Regions from separate parts of the Sus scrofa genome. Here region 2 is linked to region 1. The links are chromatin contacts, called in public HiChIP or PLAC-seq maps. All regions are on one chromosome and are shown on one strand. Each heading gives the region's core, a stretch centred on a gene start, on an enhancer-like site or on the middle of the called end of the contact. The rest is flanking DNA. Distances are from core to core; before and after follow the strand shown.

Evidence for each region. HiChIP or PLAC-seq counts read pairs in DNA pulled down with a chosen protein or histone mark.
Region 2: a contact with region 1 is called in an H3K27ac HiChIP or PLAC-seq map of alveolar macrophages. The contact joins the promoter of PPP4R2 here to the promoter of SHQ1 in region 1. A contact is called at or near these places in 3 of 47 Hi-C or Micro-C datasets (embryonic fibroblasts, fetal heart ventricle and heart right ventricle) and 1 of 2 datasets of contacts at active chromatin or transcription factors (alveolar macrophages).

The regions. Positions count from the first base shown.
Region 1 is chr13:54,176,958-54,183,774 of Sscrofa11.1, forward strand. SHQ1 (protein SHQ1 homolog) reads right to left here and starts at 3,802. Exons shown (of 11, transcript XM_003132324.6): 1 at 3,523-3,802. The coding sequence starts at 3,665.
Region 2 is chr13:54,320,857-54,327,673 of Sscrofa11.1, forward strand. PPP4R2 (serine/threonine-protein phosphatase 4 regulatory subunit 2) reads left to right here and starts at 4,122. Exons shown (of 9, transcript XM_021069219.1): 1 at 4,122-4,400; 2 at 5,404-5,485. The coding sequence starts at 4,367.

The sequences.
Region 1 (6,817 bases), core at 2,552-5,051:
ACCCAACATAAGGATACAGTTATTAATAAGTCATCTTGTTATAATGGGTAGAAACATTAACTTCACTATCAGAATCTGAATTGAGTCCCAGTTCTGCCATTTATCACCTCTGTCACTTGCTTTGTGCAAGTTAATTCAGTTCAAGGCTCATATTCCTCATCTATAAAAATGGAAAAATAACAGAATTTATCCATGGGTTACTGTGAGAAAGAGGATAATGCAAAAAGCTTAGTGGCTGGTACAATAGGCAAGCATTCAGAAAATATAAGCCATTATTATCAACTCTCTTCTCCTAAACTTTGTGTAAGTACAGAGTTAATTTTTTTTCTTTTCTTTGTGTGTGGCACAGGATCCGAGCCACACCTGCAACCTTCGCCACAGCTCATGGCAACACTGGATCCTTAACACACTGACCGAGGCCAAGGATCAAACCTGCATCCTCACGGACACTATGTTGGGTTTTTAACCCACTGAGACACAACAGGAACTCCAGAGTTAAGTTCTTAATGCATGATGGTAAAATTATATGTGTTCACAGATCCACCTTCCCTGTTAATTCCTCAAGGAAAGGGGTGAGGTTTTACTCATCTTTGGTATACTGTAGCAAAACTATATTTTCAAAGACAGCCCGTCTCACCTCACTCCTCGCAACAATGCAATCAATGTTTCCTCTCCTAAAAACTGAGTGGGCTTCTGGAAATGTTTTAACCTAAACAATAAAGCAAAAGTGACACTGTAATTTCTGAGGTTAGATTATAAAAGGTGATACAGATTCTACCTTGCTCCCTATTTGCTCTTAAAACCTTCAGCTATTATGGTAGAAGTCCAACTCCCTGAAGGAATCACAAACTAGACCATGAAATAGACCATGTAGGGAGGTTCTGAGACTACACAGAGATTCCCTCCTCACCTACCCCATCTGTCCCAGCTGCTTTGGCCCTTCCTGTCTCAAGTCCAGCTGCCATGTGATTACAACTAAATTAAAGACGTCAGCCAGAAGAGCCAAGCCAAAGTCTTACCAAATTCCTAAGGCATTAAAACCAGGAGAGAGAGTAAATGATTGCTATTTTACACCATTAGGTTTGACTGATTATCTGGCAACAGAAAACTGCAACAGTAGGCCCTCTTAATAAATAATAATACTTACCATTTATTAAATACATACTTAATTACTAGGCTCAGTAATAAGGATTATGCATGCATTATCTCAATCCTCATATCAACTTTTTAAGATCACTAATACTAGCCCCATTTTACAGATCAGGAAACTGAAACTGAATAACTTCTCAAAAGTCACATAACTTTAAGTGTACTGAGACCTATACGTGCCCAACTCCCAAGCCTCTGTTACCCAAGGAATGAATCAGTCTGCACAAAGAATACTCTTTAGGAGTGTGGCTCAGCGGGTTAAGAACCCGACATAGTGTCCATAAGGATGCAGGTCTGATCCCCAGCCTCACACAGTGGGTTAAGAATCCTGCGTTGCTGCAAGCTGCAGTGTAGGTCACACATGCAACTCATATCTGATGTTGCTGTGGCTATAGGGTAGGCCTGCAGCTGCAACTCCGATTTATCCCTTGTCCGGGGAACTTCCATATGCCTCAGGTGAGGCCATAAAAAGAGAAAAGGAAAAAAAAGAAATACTCTTAAAACTGCTTTACATAGAGCCTACTATTTTGTCTTCATCAAAATTCCCAAGTTAAGCAAGTGGCTTTTATTCTGAAATTTTTATTTTATTGTATTTATTTTACAATCTTACCCCATTTAAGATCTTTTTTCTGAGCCTCTGATTAAGCATTTGTAATATGGGCAAGTAACAGAACATACTTTGTAGGCTTATCTTAAAATCAAGTGACACAGTTCACATAAAGACCTAATTTGCAGCTAAAATTCAATAAATGTTGGAGTTCCTGTCGTGGCTCAGTGGTTAACGAATCCACTAGGAACCATGAGGTTTCAGGTTCGATCCCTGGCCTCGCTCAGTGGATTAAGGATCTGGCATTGCCGTGAGCTGTGGCGTAGATTGCATTGCAGACACGGCTCGGATCTCGAGTTGCTGTGGTTGTGGTGTAGGCCAGTGGCTACAGCTCGGATTGGACCCCTAGCCTGGGAACCTCCATATGCCGCAGGAGCAGCCCAAGAAATGGCAAAAAGACAAAATATAAAATAAAATAAAATAAATAAAATAATAAAATAAAATAAATGTTTGCTAACAACATCATCATCATTCTCCCATTCTTCATGTTTTGACTAAAACAGCAAATCTTCAGAAGGGCTTTCCGTAGCCACTTCATATAAATTTAGGCTCCATTTTATTCTTTATCAGTGCTTTTTATTTTCCTTCAGAGAAATCACAACATTTATAGTTATATGTTAACTTGTTCACTTATTGTTTTTCACTTCCCATTAGAATGTAAAATACATAAGACATCACTATATTCCCAATACTGAAAACAGCCTGGAATAAACCAAGAGCTCAATAAATCAGGCAAGGAATGAATAGCATTCATTCCTTGAAGAAACAGCGAAGTGCAATATGCTCAAGGAGATGGATTAAGTTAAGGCCTAATGGATATCCGAGCAAAACTGCTTCAGGCCCAGTGAAGGAACCAGCTTGACTCAAGAGGAATGTTTGTATGGGGAAAAACTACTTGGGCAGGCAAGTACGCTGGAACTACACTTGATAAGAAAGACGAGATTTGAGGGAAATGAGAGAGCAAGATATTGACAATGTTGAGGAAGAATAACCTGGCAGTGTCCTCTGTAAAATGGGTCTAATGTGATAATACCTATTTCCAAAGATGAGAGTCCAGGAAAAATGAGATAATGTACATAAGCACTTAAAGGCACTGCTTGCCCACCACACAGAAGGGGAGTAATAAGTGTTAGCTGTTATCACTGCTGTTACTATTCTGCAAGGGGAAAAATGCAAACAGAGAATTAATTGATGAAGGCCCCTACTGAGGTTGGGGGCCAACAAGCACAATGAAGGGGCAAAATCAAAACGAGAAGGAGCAGACAACGAGGAGGTGGAGCATGAGGCTATTTAGGTCGGGGGTCCAAAGAAGGCGAAAATTTCAGGGAGTAGGGAGCGGCCAGCCAAGAAGGGCCGAGAAAACCGACAAGGACAGGTCAGCTGGGAAGTCAGTGCGCGCCGTCCCAGGGCAAGTAGGACTAACGCAGAGAGAAAATAAAACAGCAAAAGGGACAAGCACTAGGGAGACAGGACAGAAACTGTAAAGTTGATATGGTCCCAAACCTCATGTTATAAAGTGGCTCCGAAATCTCTTCTACGCGGGAATGTAAGAAGATTTAAGAAGAAAATGAGCTTCTGCAGCATTCAGAGCGCAGAGTTCGTTTTCTCAGCACCTGCTGCGGAGACCCCGGTAAAAGGCAGTTATAATGCCGAGAAGTGCTCCCCTTGTTCTTTTAGCCTCCCTCGATAAGCAGTTATCTAACGAGTGAATAAATGAATGAATTCCTGAAACATGCTTTCCCCAGCGCCAGACACCCGGAACTCGCCTGAGAAAGTACGGCTTCGCGTAGAACTTGAAGTCGAGCCCCTCGAAGTAGACGTCAAACTCCGAGACCCGGGCGTAGGGCACGCGGATGGCGATAGTCAGGAAGTCGGGGTCCTGGCTGAGGTCGAACGCCGGGGTCAGCATCACTGCGCCGGACTCGGTTGCCCAGGTCGGTCACTGTCGCAGCAGCCGCGATCCCGCCACTCCAAGTCTCCAAAAAGTCCCCACGCGCCGTTACCCGCTCGGTGAGGCAAGGCGCTTCCGGCTCAAGGCGGAAGTGCTCGTGCGTGGGAGAGGAAGTCCCGCCTCACGCCGATCTCCATAGAGACGGGACGCTGTTAGTGGGGAGGCAGAGTAGGGAAACGGTGAATGGGGCTTAGAAATTGAACCCAGGGCATAGCTTAGAGGAACCCCGGCAAGAGTTCGTCTTAGATGCAACAAGCCTCTGTGAAGGTTCTTAGAGATAATTTTAACAACATTGGCATTGCAGGCAGTGAGTAACTCGTTTGTATCCCTTCTCGCCCACCCTAAGCTGTAACAACCTTGGGAAAGTTACAAAACTTCTCTGTTTCAGATATCTATCTTTTCTATAAAATGAAGGTAGAATTTAGCCTCATAGAGATGATGTGAGGGTAACATGAAATTATTCATGTAAACCTCTAACGACGTACTTGGCAAGTTGTCAGTGCATGGTGTATTGGAGCAGTTACTCAGTAGCCACAGAAGCGTCGTTACTGTGGTTTTTCCCTAGTTCTCACCTGCTTTGTCAACAGTTTCTCTTTCTCTCTCACTCTCCATCTTTCTCTGACGATTTCTCTCTCCTCCCTCTCCTCCCCCGCATCTCTCCTGTTTTGTTTTGTTTTTTTCCTGCCACTTTCTCTCCTCTAATTCCTTATTGAAATAGTTTTCTTGTTTAGAGAACGTCCATCCCACTCAGCTCGTTTAATTAGAGCACGAACGCCAAAGAACACGACTCAAAGAGGTTAAGCAATGTCTTACAGTCATGCATTTTACAATTACCAAAATCCAGAACGTCTGACTCAAACCCTGTTAGTGCCTGCACTGACGAATTGCAATGCCTCGGTACTTTCCTTCCTTTCCTCACATTTAACCTTACACTTATTCGAGGCCCTTTTCTTTTTACCTTCTCTTCCTTTTTCTGTCTTTTGTTTTTTGTTTTTTGTTTTGCCTTTTCTAGGGCCGCTTCCCGCGGCATATGGAGGTTCCCAGGCTAGGGGTGTAATCGGAGCTGTAGCCGCTGGCCTTCGCCACAGCCACAGCACCGCGGGATCGGAGCCGCGTCTGCGACCTACACCACAGCTCACCGCAACGCCAGATCCTTAACCGACTGAGCGAGGCCAGGGATCGAACCCGCAACCTCAGAGTTCCTCGTAGGATTCGTTTAACCACTGCGCCACTAAGGGAACGCCAATCTTCTCTTCTTTGTATTTCCCCTTCTTAGTCTATGCTGTTCATACTTTCCCAATGCCTCTCTCATACCCTCCCTCTTCCCCAGCATATTCCCTTGGCCTTCCTTCTCTCTCATTTTATTTCCTGTTGTTCTACCAGTAACTAGAATAGTCCAGGAAATGTTTTGATTTCCTTATCTTAAATATTAGTGGAAGATGCATCAAAGTCATCTCCGGGGACAGTGGACCAGGTAACCTCAAAAGCCTTGTCAACCTCCAGTGTATGAGTCTTGAAAATTAGGCATCAGACAAGCATATTAAGAAGAGTAAATAAAATTTTAAAATTCAAAATGAAAAAAATCCCTCTGTTTAAACCTGGTGTTTTGAGAAAGGCAAAATAAAAGGTTGTGTGTAAAACAATTTAAAGAGTGCTCTTTACATATTCATCCATTCCTTGGGAGTAGACAGATTAACTGAATTGATGAATAGTCACTATGTCACAGCACCACACCATATCCTTTACAATGATCTCACTATCAGACAGCTCAATGAACTGGGCATTATGTATCTCATGGTTTGCCCAGGATTTCAAGGCTAGTGAATGGTGCAATGGGATTTAAAATCCAGATGAGTCTGATCTAAAATACTACAGATCTGTCTCCCTCTAATATTACTAGCTATGCCCCTTGTTTCACATTGTGAGCACAAGCCTCCTTGCTTTAGACCATACTGAGCCTTACAAATAATAGGCACTCAATATTAAAAATGAATTGATACAAATTTGGAATTAGTAAAGCCTTCAAAAAGTCCCTTGAGAAGGCCTTTGGCTGGATTGTTCCAAATTAGTGTCTCTAAAATGAATCTTTTTATCTACCATGGGACCTCATTCCTGCAGATTCACTAGCATTAATATTTTTAAATTATTAATGCCAAAGAATTGAGACTGAAGCTATGCATGAAGAAACACTATTTGAAAGCACGTTGCAAAGTAGAGCTATGCACTTCCTGGTTATTTCACTCTTTGCTTGGCAACACAAACACACACACACAGGCTTGGAGCACAGATAAACAGACTGTATAGTACAATGCTGCTACTGCTATTTATTTATTTATAGGAAATAGGTATTGCATTTGCTGTATCACAAAATACTGATAGATGCAACTATATAACATAGATTTATTGTTATTTTATTTGCAAGCTATAGTTCACTTTATTTTTGATTTCTAATTGGTGGTAAATTACACAAGTCAAAAGTTCATTCTCTTTTTTAAAAAATAAAATATTATAAAGTTCCCTTGACTGCTGTCCAACTCCTTTCTCCTACTTCCCCAAAGTTAATCCCACTAGCCACTCTTGCAGAACTTTTTATATATCTATATAATTTGTGGGTACCCCTCTTACTTTATATATGCATGAGTACATTCTCAGCCTATAGATGTTAATCTGCAACATTATTTTATTATTTCTCTTGGGTACTTTCTTAGGCATATCAGCATTGACTCGGAGATCTAGTCATGTTCCTCTTCTAGATGTAGACATTGCTTGAAAATAAAGACATTATTCCAACATTTCATGTTAACTCTGTTTAGAGGGAAGACAAACAAGAATAAAAATTTTCATCATTTTTGAGCATTCATCCCATTTTCTTAAGGATTATTTCCAGGTTGTCTTAAAAATTAATTATTTAATGAAAATAGTTTTTTTTCTGTGGCCACTGTATTGAGTATAAGTTTATAACCTGCCATCTCCAATAATATTAAACTAGCCACTTTTTTGGTCTAACAAACTTGATTGTGATCCACAAGGCTCAAAATTGAATGCTAACTTTAAAAAATGTTGTCTATAAACAATTCCAATTTCAACCATATTATGAAGTTCTACTGTCA
Region 2 (6,817 bases), core at 2,872-5,371, 140 kb after region 1:
CCCTACGAGGTCCTCGCAGACTGTCTGCCTGGTTAATACCATTTCCTCTGCATAGAAGCCTCTTCTCTTTTGGTGCGAATCTTTTCCAGTCTCTGGTGGAGGCCCTTCCGAAAAACAACTTCTGTCCTTGCCTGGGAGAGATATCACAGAGTTCCCACCACCAGATTTGCATTCTTGCTTTCTACTTTGCATCAATGTCTATACTTATGTCTTACCTCTCCTGGTCTTTTGCCACCTTCTTGAGGACAAGAAAGAGTCTAGGACTTTGAAATCAGTCTAGGTTTGAATTATGGGTCATTCACTTGCCTGTGTAGTTGTGTGACCTTGGATGAGTTAGTTCGCTTCTTTATACCTCAGTTTTCTATTAAATGGGGGTAATAATATTGCTTATCTCATAGGATTATTGCAAGGATTAAATTAGACCTTTTTTTGGATGTGTCCTCAGCATGCAGAAATCCCTAGGCCAGGGATTGAACCCACACCACAGCCATGACCCACACCACAGCAGTAATAACACTGAATCCTTAACACACTGAGCCAGCAGGGAACTTCAAATTAGATATTTTTATAAAGTGCTTAAAAGTATACTAGCCATATAGAGAGTGTTTGCTAAATGTTAGCTGTTACTCTTAACATCCTCCTTTGCTGCTTTAGTTATCTAGTGCTATGTAACAAATCATCTCAGAATCTAGAAGCTAAGAATAATTATAAACATTAGTCATCTTTCATAGTTTCTGTGGACCAGGAATTAAGGCGCAGCTTAGTTGGGTGGTTCTGGCTTGGGATCCCTTACAAGGTTGCAGTGGTCTAGATGCCAGCTTGAGCTGCAGGGATGTGAAGGATTTCCTGGGGCTGAAGGACCCATGTTAAAGGCACCAGTTCTTCTCCATTTGAGTGTTTCCCTAGGGCTTCTGTGATGTTCTTGCAACTTGGCAGCTGGCTTCCTCTAGCGAGAGCAATCCAAGTACCCAGAGCAGAAGCCTCCACACCTTTTATAACAACCTCAGAAGTCAAGTACCATCCTTTCCTCCATGCTTAGTGTTTACACAGAACTGCTCTGATTCACATAGGAGGAAATTATACTGGAACATGAACCCCAGGAGACAAGGATCATTGGGGACAATTGTCAAAGTTGGATCCCCCCCCCATTTTGTTTTTCTGGCTGTGTCAGGGGCATACGGAAGATCCTGGGTCAGGGATTGAACCTAAGCGTAGCAGTAACCTGAGCCACAGCAGTGACCACACCAAGTCTTTAACCTCTAGGCTACTAGAGAACTCCCTAGATGTCTTTTTTTTTTTTTTTTTTTTTTTTTTTTTGCTTTTTCTAGGGCCGCACCCTCGGCATATGGAGGTTCCCAGGCTAGGGTTCTAATCGGAGCTGTTGCCGCCGGCCTACGCCAGAGCCATAGCAACGTGGGATCTGAGTTGCGTCTGCGACCTACACCACAGCTCACAGCAGAGCTGGATCCTTAACCCACTGAGCATGGGCAGGGATCGAACCCGCAACCTCATGGTTCCCAGTCGGATTCGTCAACCATTGCGCCACGATGGGAACTCCAGATGTCACATTTTATTTTGTTTTGTTCTAAGAGAATTTGTACCAGTGAGAGGCTCTAGTAATCACAGACATTGGGATATATGCTAGATGGAGAAGAATTCCAAGGAAGAAATGAACCAAAGGAAATATTTCTTCAGCCTTATCCCTTGTCTTTTCTGCCTTTGCCAGACTGAACCCACCTGGCACTTCTGTCTCATTTCAAGGTCCATGTACCTATAGTTTTTCTCTTTAAAAGTTTCTCCTCTCCACTTCACTTATCAACCTTCCTCTTAGAATTCAGCTCTTAGCTTAAACACCACTACTTCCTCTGGGGAAACTTTCCCGATTCCCTTAGGCTGTCACTGCTTTGTGCACTTTGTCTCCTTTAATGGACCTTATCCAGTTTTTGGAAGTCGAGGCATCTCTAAGTGAGGGGGACAGCTGATAAAAAGGAACGAAACAAGGTGGAAGAAATTAGCATGGACGTTCTTTAACAGAAAGTTCCAGAAGAATTTTTTGGCGATCGTGGCATTTTTTCTCAGTGTTGTACAGCACAAAAGCCACTAGCCACTTGCAGCTATATTGCACATGAAATGTGGCTAGTTTGACTGAGGAAATGAATATCATTGAAGAACTCATGAACTGAATTTTAAATTTTATTTAATTTTAATTTGTTTAAATTTAAACACCCACACATGGCTAGTGGCAACTGTATTGTTCCACAGATGTCTTATGGGAAGACACCTGCCTCAAGAGAGTACAGGGGCAGAGAGAGTGGAGGCTAAGCTTTGCTACATAGAGCAATGGCTCCTTCAGACTGGAAGAAACCGCAATAAACTAAATCTAGTGCCTCTGAAGTGCTGGCCAAGTGTAATGGTGCACCCCCCATAAGACTATTTATAATTTGAGCAGGATGCTTGGAACAATGAAATGGTCTAAAGATATTCCAAGACTGGTTCTCTTACGGCCAAATTGAGAAAAGTTTTTTTTTCTTTCTTTCTTTTTTTTGTTTAGGGCCACACACACAGCATATGGAGGTTCCCAGGCTAGGGGCCAAATTGGAGCTGTAGCCACTGGCCTACACCACAGCCACAGCAATGCCGAATCGTTAACACACTGAGCCAGGCCAGGGCTTGAACCTGTGTCCTCACGGATACTAGTCAGATTTGTCTCTGCTGAGCCATGCATGGTGGGAACTCAGAGAAAAGTTTTTTGGGTTTTTTTTTTTTTTTGTCTTTTTGCCATTTCTTGGGCCACTCCCATGGCATATGGAGGTTCCCAGGCTAGGGGTCGAATTGGAGCTGTAGCCACCAGCCTATGCCAGCGCCACAGCAATGCGGGATCTGAGCCAAGTCTACAACCCACACCACAGCTCACAGCAACGCTGGATCCTTAACCCACTGAGCAAGGTCAGGGATTGAACTCGCAACTCCGTGGTTCCTAGACGAATTCGATAACCACTGAGCCATGACGGGAGCTCCAGAAAAGTATTTTTTTTTTTTTTTTTTTTTTTGAAGGAGGGCTTTTGCCTACCTCTGCCACCTGGGGTCAGGGTCAGAGCCACTATCTTTTCAGAGGGTTAATAGTTACAGTGCCTGTATCCAAATTCGCAGTTTCAACACCAGTCTAGATAATAGCCTTCTGCCCTCCCTTCGTTTCTTGGCTTTTTACTAGGCTTTGAGAAGAGAAGGTGGAACAATTCAGTATCTTTTCCTTAAAAAGCTCACAGACAAGAGAAGATAATAAACATGGCCACACACTAGCTGGTTGCCAGATGTTCTAGGCTCTGCTGCTATTTTGCCAGACTAGCTAGCTCTCTGTGCCTCAACTCTCCCATTTGTAAAATGTCAGGGCAGGAGAGGACTTCTGAGGTCTCCGCCCTCTCTGACTTCCTGGGCACTTACATAATGTAATCAAAATTATAATGATAATAATAACAGCCGCATTAGCAGAGCCGCATTATGAATTCTAGGCATCGCGCTCCATGCTCCAGTGTCATTTCACTCAATCCACAGGACTGTTTTGTTAACTCCCATTTTGTGGATAAGAAAACTGAGGCTACTTGAGTTTAACTAACTAGGTCACACAGTAAATGGTAAATAGTAAATAGCAGTTGGGTTTTAAATCCAGGGATTCCGTTGCCTAAGCTTCTAATCCCTTTGCTGTGTGCACTGCTTCTCTTCAAGGGTGGATCAGTGAGGAGTTCTGGATTCAAGCAGGGAGGTATTTTTGTCACGATTATTAGCAATGACTGTTTTTTTGTGCGTACTCTGACCGCTATACTGTATACGGTGGTCCATACTAGCGCCCTCAGTGTACAGATGGGGAAGTGGGATTCAGGCTCAGTAAACTGCTCAAGGTCACACAAATAGCAAATGACAGGGGATCATATCCTGGAGGTCTGCCCCCACCCTCTCCACCTCCAGCTCAGCTCCCGCACCTCAAGCGCCGGGTTAGGGAAGAAGCAGAGAGGCCGCCGCGGACCAGGTCTGAGGGCTGGCTGGGTCTGCACGCCTCCGCCGCGCACGCGCTCTCGGGCTCCGGGTCCGGGCGCGCCGCGGGCGCGAGGACGGCAGCTGGGAGCGTGCGCGCGGTGACGTGCCGGGCGCCATGTTGGAGGGCTGGTGGTAGCGGCTCGGGGAGGTGCTCGCTCTCTCGGTCTCGCTCTCTTGCTCGCTTCCCCCGGCTCCCTTCGGTGCCCCCCCCGGTCGCCTGCGTGCCGGAGTGTGTGCGAGGGAGGGGGAGGGCGTCGGGGGGGTGGGGGGAGGCCTTCCGGTCCCCGGGAGACCCGCGGAAGGAGGCGGAGGCTGCGAGGGACTCCGGGAAGCCATGGACGTCGAGAGGTTGCAGGAGGCGCTGAAAGGTGGGGGTTGCTGCCCCCTCTCCCTTCCTCTCAGTCTTCGAGGCCCTCTCCTTTCTCCTTTTGCGGCGGGGGGCTCCGCGGGCCTGGGCCGGGCTGGGAGGAGGGCGCCCTTCACCAGCTCCCCTCCCCCTCCCACCTCCCCAGGGGCGGGGAGCCCCGTGGGCAGCTCCCTCCCGCCCCGCTCTGGGCTTTGTGTCGGCCGCCGGCGTCTGGGCTGGGGGAGGGGAGCCGGGAAGCCTTCGCTGGGGCCCCGGCCCCTCTCGTACTCCCCGAGCCCGGGTCGTGGGCCCTCAGCCCCCTCCCAGGCGAGCTTCGTTCTCCATCAGGCCCCCGCACGCCGGACTTCGTGGGGAGAGAGAAAGTAAAAGGTTTCGGGGGGTGGGTAGAGGGGCGGCAAAGCAACTTTCAAGTGTCTCTCGGAAAGCCTTTTTCGGGGCCTCTGAAGTCATTTCTTAACGCGCCCTAATTTTAAGGTGGTTGCCTTCCCCGCTCTGAATTGGCAGGCTGGCCTTCCATGCAACAGGCTTGGGAACAGTGGTTCTCAAACTTAGGATAGCGTGATTTCAGCGTTTTGAGAAATAGGCGTTTTTGGGAGATAGCTACAAGAGGTAGTTGGTGTTTCTTAAAATGTAGATTTATGAACGTACCTTAAAAACAATTTGTGGGCATCGGGATCTGGGGTTTGTATTTAATCAATCTCAGATGGATCTGGTCTTGGTGTTCCCTTGGACCACACTTTGAGAAGCATTGCATTAAGGATGGTTTGTGGAGAAATTTAGTGCCCCCTTTAGGACGAGTCTTGTTACCTGTGAAGAGGTACATTTGAAGTCGAACTAGGAGAGTCAAGAGGTGGATATTTGGTTGAGAGGCTGATTTTTAAAAATTTTTAAATTGATGCTTAATATGAGGAAGGACTGGGAGGAAAGTTTGTTTTTAGAGGACATTGGAACTGGTTGGTGCACTTTGAGAAATACTAATAACTTTTCTTTCTTTCCTTATCTAGATTTTGAGAAGAGGGGGAAAAAGGAAGTTTGTCCGGTCCTGGATCAGTTTCTTTGTCATGTAGCCAAGACTGGAGAAACAATGTGAGTGAAAACACGTAGTCGTTGTTATAGTTCAATGTATCCTTCAGAATTGCTTAGACAAGGGACTAAAGTCTATTTCAGAAGCGTTGAATAATTCATCTGTCTAAACTGTACAAGCCCAGTAATTTAAAGCATGTGTTAAGTGTATATAGCTTTATTTACTTCATAGTGCTCTATAATGAATTTTAAGAATTTGTTAAAATTTTCTTTGTGCGTTTGCACATGTAGTATTTATTATTCTCGAAGAGCTAGAGAAAGGAAGACTGCATATTCCATTATGACCACTTTTGGCCATAACAAACAGGCTTATTTCCAGAATTTTGTGGCTTTGATTCTGTTTCAGATTCTTTTGGTGGTATTTTCTCATATTGTCCAGTATTCAACCTTTTGTTGTTGTGTTTATATATGTGGGTGCTTGAAGTTTCACTTCTGTTTATTCTCTTGAGCTCTTAGGGTGATTATCTGACATATTCCAGATGCTACAGTTTTGACTGTCCTGTAAACTTTCTAGGATAGCTAGCTTGTTAACATATGCTCAGCATTTTATTAGGCTTGTTTCCAAATGTTGTGATGAAGTTGAGAACTGTTTCCAAAAGAACATTTTAGTTCATTGTTGTGTGTGTAGTTTGTTTGCCAGGAGTTTTCACACTGAGTCTACGTTTATTTGTAGAGAGAAGTGCAGATTTGGTGATTTACTTGTAATCTTTGTGTGAGGGATAGGGAGCTGGAAGGGGAGAGGTTTCTTTGGATGTAGTATTAAAAGGGGGGCTCTTTTTGGCTCCTCTATAAATGCCTAGTTTTATTTATTTATTTATTTATTTTTTTGAGATCTAATAGAAGAGTATTAGCTTCCACAAGTGATGTGTACTTGCTTTGGCTTTATTACCAAATGTTCGTTTCTCACAAGATTGCTTACATTTGCAACTTAGCCTTCTGATAACTAGCCTGATTTTAGAAAGAAAAAAAAAAAAACTATTTTAATGGTCAGGCAGGCAAGCTGAAACTCTTTAGTGCTTATTAAAATTATTAGTCATCTTAAGAATGTGACATGATATGTTCAATCTTAAATTTTTTATCTAGTACTTTTAAAAATGGAACCCTTTACGGGAAAAAAAAGGCAAATTTTTGCCTCAAAAGTACAGTAGCTCAGATACCTTGATTTAAAAAAATTGATGCAGAATGACTGATTTGTATTTGTATTGGTTGCTAGTGATCCAGACTTTTACCTGTCTACAATATCAAGAGGAATAGCATTTTACTTTCAGAGTTTTGACAGACAAGATTATTTGGAGTTAAATACTTAAAACCTCTAGGTCTATACCAACTGCCTTC